2 separate regions of the Zea mays genome follow, and region 1 is linked to region 2. Evidence: chromatin contacts called from public Hi-C data. All regions are on one chromosome and are shown on one strand. The core of a region is the stretch at or near the end of the contact, and the rest is flanking DNA. Distances in the headings are between cores, read along the strand shown. Region 1 holds the start of LOC103650117 (bidirectional sugar transporter SWEET17). Region 2 holds the start of LOC100193143.

Evidence for each region. Hi-C and Micro-C count contacts between places; a contact is called where the count stands out from the background.
Region 1: a Hi-C map of leaf shows a contact between it and region 2, with 4 times the contacts expected there. The contact joins the promoter of LOC103650117 here to the promoter of LOC100193143 in region 2. A contact is called at or near these places in 2 of 25 Hi-C or Micro-C datasets (ear and leaf).

The regions. Positions count from the first base shown.
Region 1 is chr3:57,333,620-57,336,957 of Zm-B73-REFERENCE-NAM-5.0, reverse strand. LOC103650117 (bidirectional sugar transporter SWEET17) reads right to left here and starts at 1,513. Exons shown (of 6, transcript XM_008675772.4): 1 at 1,194-1,513; 2 at 1,042-1,078; 3 at 733-946; 4 at 1-163. The coding sequence starts at 1,227.
Region 2 is chr3:56,850,028-56,853,445 of Zm-B73-REFERENCE-NAM-5.0, reverse strand. It overlaps LOC100193143, which reads right to left and starts at 1,691. Exons shown (of 2, transcript NM_001138301.1): 1 at 1,451-1,691; 2 at 654-1,301. The coding sequence starts at 1,577. The coding sequence ends at 745.

The DNA.
Region 1 (3,338 bases), core at 264-2,763, 480 kb before region 2:
TGGCAGCAAGGGGTGACCCGTACATGAGTACGTTGAGGCAGGCACATATCATCCCTATCACCATGATTCTCATGTTTAATTCGTTAATGGCGAACGTGGTGGCCACAAACACTACTCCAAAGCCACCGATGTCCAACGCTGCTGCCAGCTTCGCCGTCTTAACCTGTATAATACACAATAAAACACTAACGGGTAATAATAAAGCATTGATTTTATTAGAGTGTATTTGGCTTAATATATAAAGGAATGAGGTTCACACTTTTTTTGTTTGGTGGAACGGAATTGTTGATCCTTCACTAATCACTATCTCATGTGTCTCATTAGCTAATAACTAGTATAAGCGTGTGAAGTGAGGTGATTTTATAGAATTCATAGGACAAACTTCAATAAGTCCCGGAAAATAGAACAGAACAATTAGATCTAGTTTGAAAACTTAATTAAATTCTTTGGTGGATTCTCGGGGATTGAGTGAAAAATTAAACTAATATTTATCCCTCAATCTCTAGGAATCTCGAAGAGGATCAGATTTAAATTTCCAAACTAACCGTTAATGAGGATGCAAATATGTATAACAGCATATGAGAACACGGAGTGCTTCAAGGAACACTTATGAATCGACTACACAGCAGCCAATTCTTATTAGGAAGCAAAGCAACGGTATTGTGCGTGGACTGATGAATTAACACGCACGGCCGGAGAACCGAGAGAGAAATATGTATGATGATCCCTCACCCTTGTGGCATGATTGGCGGCGTAGACGATGAAGAGGACGACGTAGATGGCCTCCATGGCAGCCCCAAAGCCATTGACGGTGGCAACGAGGAGCCCGTCAGGCTTGGTGGCGCCGTAGTAGAGCCACAGCAGCGCGTTGAGCAGCGTGAACACGTACGGCGCCGGCTCGAACTCCTCCGTCGACCCGCTCCGCACGATCCTCCAGAACGTCTTGCTGTGTATTTATATATGCATGGTAGCTTTCAGTTTGCAGCTATAGCTAGCAGCGACGACGGCAGGAAAACTATGTATATATCGAGACACTCTTACATGGGAGAAATGAAGACCAGAACTGAGATGATGTTGCCTACAAAGGAGAAAGCGAAGCAGCTGGATTAAAGGCTATAGTAACAAAGCAATTATAATACTAACTAAGCTACTGATTTTAATCCTCCTTACTATACATATATACACATGCTTACCTATGACGCCGATGATGAAGAGTGTGGAATCCATGGAGGTTCAAGATAGGCAGACAGACAGGAGGCCACACAGCTGGCGGCTCAAAACGGAAGCAAAGCGGTAGATCGAGATCCAGTCAGCTCAGCTGCTGTCTCTACTGCCCTTGAGCGGGAGAGAGGACACCAGGGACCGCTGAAATGCATATTTCAAGCAGCCTGAGGCCGACCGCGTGCAGTGCCATTATAGATTACGCCCAAACCTACCTGCCCTTCTTACAGGCACTGCAGTGGCATGCATGAACATGTGAACGACTCAGGCCCCGCCTCTCGTGTAACACATGAAGATATTTTCTGAAAAAAACGTATAAATACCTATATACGCTACACTGCCGGAAAACTGGGCTTCTATCCCTTGACTTCGATACAGGTTCTTTTAGAATGGGCACTGAAACAAATTGTAATACCGCATAGCTAGCAAGAGCAAACCGTTACTCGTGCCTACCAAAATTTGTTGAAGATTTTTTATTTACGCGTTTGTTGCCGTCGATCTGGACACCAATCACTGCGAGGTGTACCGACGGCAGTGCGGGCGTTCTATGGCCTAGGGGAAGTCTAGACCCGTTCCTAGGCGTTCTCCAACAACTCCCACAAGTTTAGAGGTTAAACTCGCGTGGAGAAAGGAGCTTAATTCGTCTGATCTAATCCTATCACGGACTATCGACGCCTATAGGCGGACTGTCCGCAGGCCGAACTGTTCGAGCCTCAGGACTGGACCGTCCGGCCATGCCCAATATCACAAATGGTGCTCAACACATGCCCCCTGCATTTTTGGGAAGTTCAGCAAATCAAAAGCACTGGTGCAGGCTGGAAACAACTCGATGTGACAACATTGGTTCTCCTAAGCATCTTGCCACATACTAGAATGATATTGCTTCAGGAAACGACCATTCAGCGTCTTGGGTATGTCCTCACCTTGCAAAGTTTATAACATGTAGGCATTACCAGCTATTACTTGTGTTTTTCTATAAGGGCCTTCCTAGCTTGGTGATCATTTGCCGAAGTTTCGGTCCCTGCTTCTTAGTGGCAAGACGGTCTTCCAAACCAGGTCTGCAACCTGGAATGACTTAGCCTTGACCTTCTTGTTGTAAGCTTTGTCAACCATAATCTTATCTTTCTCGAGCTCTCCTAGAGCCACCAATCTCTTATCGGTTACTTCATCAATATTGTCCATCATCAAATTATAATAATCTCCGACAGCTAGACGTCCTGCCTGGAAAACCTGATAGCATTTAGGCTTATCTTCACAAGCAAAACAACTTCCTGTCCATAAACAAACTCAAAAGGAGAGACATTAGTAGCACGGTGTTTATATATTCTATGAGCCTATAGAGCCTTAGACAAAACCTTATGCCAATGCCTAGGATAATCAGATATCTTCTTATTTATAAGGCTAATCAACGTCCTGTTACTAGACTCAGCTATCCATTGGCCTGGGCATAATATAGAGAGGAATTGAGCAATTTGATCTTATATAATTTAGCATACTCACGTACCACATTTGACATAAAAGAAGTCTCCTGGTCCATAGCCAAAGTTTGTGAAATGCCGAATCTATGAATGATATGCTCAGTTATAAACTCAATTACCTCTTTATGTGTCATGTTCTTCAGAGCAACAGATTCAGTCCATTTGGTGAAGTAATTTGTGGCAACCAACACAAATCGATGCCCCTTTGATGGCGAAGGATGAATTTCTCCTACAAAGTACAAACCCCAACCCCTAAAGGGCCAAGGTTTGATAATATGATGTAGTTTAGATGTGGGGACTAACTGCAGATTACCGAACTTCTGACATACTTGACATCCTTTGTAGTATTTGAAACAACCAGCTATCATGTCATGCCAATAGAAGCCAGATCTTTTCAATAGCCACTTTTTCTTTGGAGCCGATTGATGAGTACCACAAACGCTTCATGTACTTCAGCCATAGCTTATATAGCATCATCCCGACACAAGCATTTAAGCAAGACATCGCCATTAATTCAACGGTAAAGTTCATTATCAATTAAGATATATTTGAAAGTTGTATGTTGAATATTCCTATATGTCCTAACACTAGGATTACATAGGTAATTAATTATAGGCGTCCTCCAATCAATTGCATCGA
Region 2 (3,418 bases), core at 442-2,941:
AGGACACAAGCACTATTAGATATTATTATCGTACAGTGTCGACATGATATGATTAGAGATTATAGTATAATGACTAGTTCAATACTTAGACGTTAGTAAGTGTCGTGCAGACGTTTGACCATCTATAGTAGTCACGGAGGGTAGTTGGGCGGATGCGCGCCCCTTTGCTTTACGGCGTGCGCCGCCGGCCCAAAAACCTGCGGCGGCCCATGGTAAACGCCTGACGCGCCTGCTCCAAGCACCAACCATGCGTTCCACATACTAGTACGACGCGCCGACGCGGCCACAAAAACAACGGGCTGCGAAACGGCGGCGCAGGGGTACCGTGGTCGCGCCTTCCGCAGCATCTTCCGTTGAGTCCTGATCCTACGGTCCGGAAAGGGTAGCCGCATGTTCTGGTTGGACTGTTTCTCTGTTCTTCTCTCTAGAAGATGGAATGTTCTGGCCAGTGCAAGGAACAAATCATGGATGCGTGTCGCCAATTCAGTATGGTAAAATCTTCCAAATGGTATGCAAGCCTTGTTACAATGGTCCGAGTGTCCGACGATCCTCCATCTGCGCGTTGTAACCGTAAAACTAGTTTCAATCACGAACAGAATGAAACAGATTCCTCTGCACCGCAGCGAGCTGCTGAGAAGCACAGACCGGAGTTAAAAAAAAAACTGCAAAGCTTGTTTACATGCCTCAACTCGCGAGCCACAGATACAAAAGAGATAACAACACAGGCACGGCAAACCGCGTTCATTATTCAGTGAAGAGCGACAGTGACGGCGGGTAGTAGTAGTCCTCGAAGCTCCACAGCCCGGCTGGCGCTGGCGCCGGCACCTGCGCTTCTTCGGGGACGGCGGCAGCGGCAGCGGCAGCGGTGGTGGCACTTACAGCTGCATTCCCGCCCTCCATGTACGGGACGCCGAGGAAGTTCATGTAGTTCTCGTAGGCCATTAGCTCCTCGGACAGCTCCTTGACCTCGTCGGACACCTGTGCGCGCGCCTCTACCTTGGGCGCCGGGAGAAAAACGGCCGGGGCCTGTGCCGCCACCCCAGATGCCGCCGTCGGCGCGGTGACGCTGGAGGAGGAGGCGTCGTTGGGGAAGTTGACCTTGGCTTTGGCGCCCCTGATGCGCCTGGCAGCGCGGTCGTACGCGCGCGCGGCGGCCTCGGCGGTGGGGTAGGTGCCGAGCCAGACGCGCACGCCCTTCACGGGGTCGCGGATCTCTGCCGCCCACTTGCCCCACGGCCGCTGCCGGATGCCGCGGTACTGGTTCTTGCGCCCACGCTTCGCCTTCCCGCGCGGGCGCGGCACTGCACGGGACGGGACAGTCGGCAGCGGAGCTGCGTCAGTCACACACACACACACACCACTGACCGTTTGGAGTCGGAGGCTCGGAGCTCGCCGGGAGAAAATGAAGAGACTGAGCAAGACGGAAACGGAGCTTAGACTTAGAGCTTACCTCTCTCAGGGTCAGGGGCGTGCGAGTCGGAGTCCTCGGCGTCGGCTTCGGAGTCAGGCCAGAAGTCAGCGGCGGACACCCGGCGCCGCGCCGGGATGTAGTCGAAGATGATTGCACCGCCGCACATGGATTCCTCCGAGTAACTTGGACTATTATTGGAGGGGGAAAAGGTTCTTGGTGGAGTGTTTGGGGAGGATACGATAGGATCGAAGTGGAGTGGAAACTATGGGAAGTCGACGCCTCCTCCTCGACGGGAGTTTGGTTTCTGCGGACGTTGGATTTGGTTCGGCGGTATGAAATAGCCGACGGCCCGACGCTGTATTTATACAGATTGCTGCAGTTGTGGGCGCGGAGGGGGCTCCGTCACCTGCAGACTGCAGTGGCGTAGAAAATTTGTTTTATAGTTGTTTTTATATCTAAAATAAAAGAGTTAGTTTGTAATAAATTAAATTATAATATATATGTTGATATCTTTTTCGGACTTCAATCACTCAACACGAACCAGTGGCGGTGCTCTCGACACAGGGGCGGACGGTCCGCGGCCTAGTGCGAGGCTAGGATTTTCTGTCTGATGGCCGGACGGTCCGTGCCCTGGGGCCGGATAGTCCGCGCGAGCTTAGGGGCGGCAGAAGATCTCCGGTGGCGCCTGGATCTCGCTCTATGGAGGGACCCGTCGGGGAGGAGAGATCCTAGGTGATGTCTAGGCTCGGCAGGCCAACCTAGACTCCTCTAATCGACGTATAGTCGAAGAAAAGTGAAGAATTTGGGGATTGGAAGACTAACCTAAAACTAGACTATAACTACTCCTAAGAATAAATGTAAATTGTATTGATTGAGGTTTCGATTGATTGATTAAATCGGTCGTATTCCTCTGCCTTTATAGAGGAGGGGAGCTGGACCCGTTACCAACAAAGCTCCAAGCTTATCCCGAGATTCTCGTCAACAAACATAGCAAAAAACTCAGAACCCTAATCTGTTCTGCGCTTGCGTGGACCGTCCGTGCTCTCTTTTAGTGCTCAACATATGCCCCCTGCCTTTTGGTGGAGTTGAGCAAACCAAAAGCAACTAACTCATGTGATTACATCGGTTCTCTTAGGCATCTTGCCACATACTAGGATGGTACTGTTTGAGGAAACGTCCATTCAAAGCCTTAGGTAAATCCTTGCCTTGTAATGTTTATAGTAAATAGGTGTTACCAGACATTACCTGCTTTACTTTATAAGGGCCCTTCCAGCTTGGCGACCATTTCCCAAACTTCCGGTCTTTATTCCTTAGAGGCAGGATGGTCTTTCACACCAGGTCCCCTACTTGAAATAACTTTGCTTTAACCTTCTTGTTGTAGGCCCTGGCTACCATGATCTTGTCCTTTTCTATTGCTCTTAAAGCTATCACCCTCTTGTCGGTCACCTCATCAATATTATCCGTCATTGAATTATAATAATCAATGACGGTTAGATCATTTTGTCTGGCGAACCTGACAGCATTCAAACTTATTTCCACAGGCAACACTGCTTCCTGCCCATAGACAAGCTCAAAAGAAGATACTTTAGTAGCACTATGTTTAGATATTCTGTGAGCCCATAAAGCTTCGGACAAAATCTTATGACAATGCTTAGGATTATCGGATATCTTCTTTTTTATCAAGTTAATCGATGTCCTATTACTAGACTCGGTCTGTCCATTGGCCTGAGCATAATATAGAGGTGAATTAAGCAACTTAATTCTATATAATTCAGCTAATTCATGTACCTCCTTTGACATAAAAGAAGTTCCTTGATCTGTAGTCAAGGTCTAGGGAATACCGAATCTATGAATAATATGCTCAGTTATGAACTCAATTACCTCCTTGGGTGTCATGTTCTTCAAAGCAACGACTTCAGTCCATTTGGTAAATTAGTCAGTGGCAACTAACACGAACTGATGCCCCTTTTATGATGAAGGATGAATTTTTCCTATAAAGTCTAATCC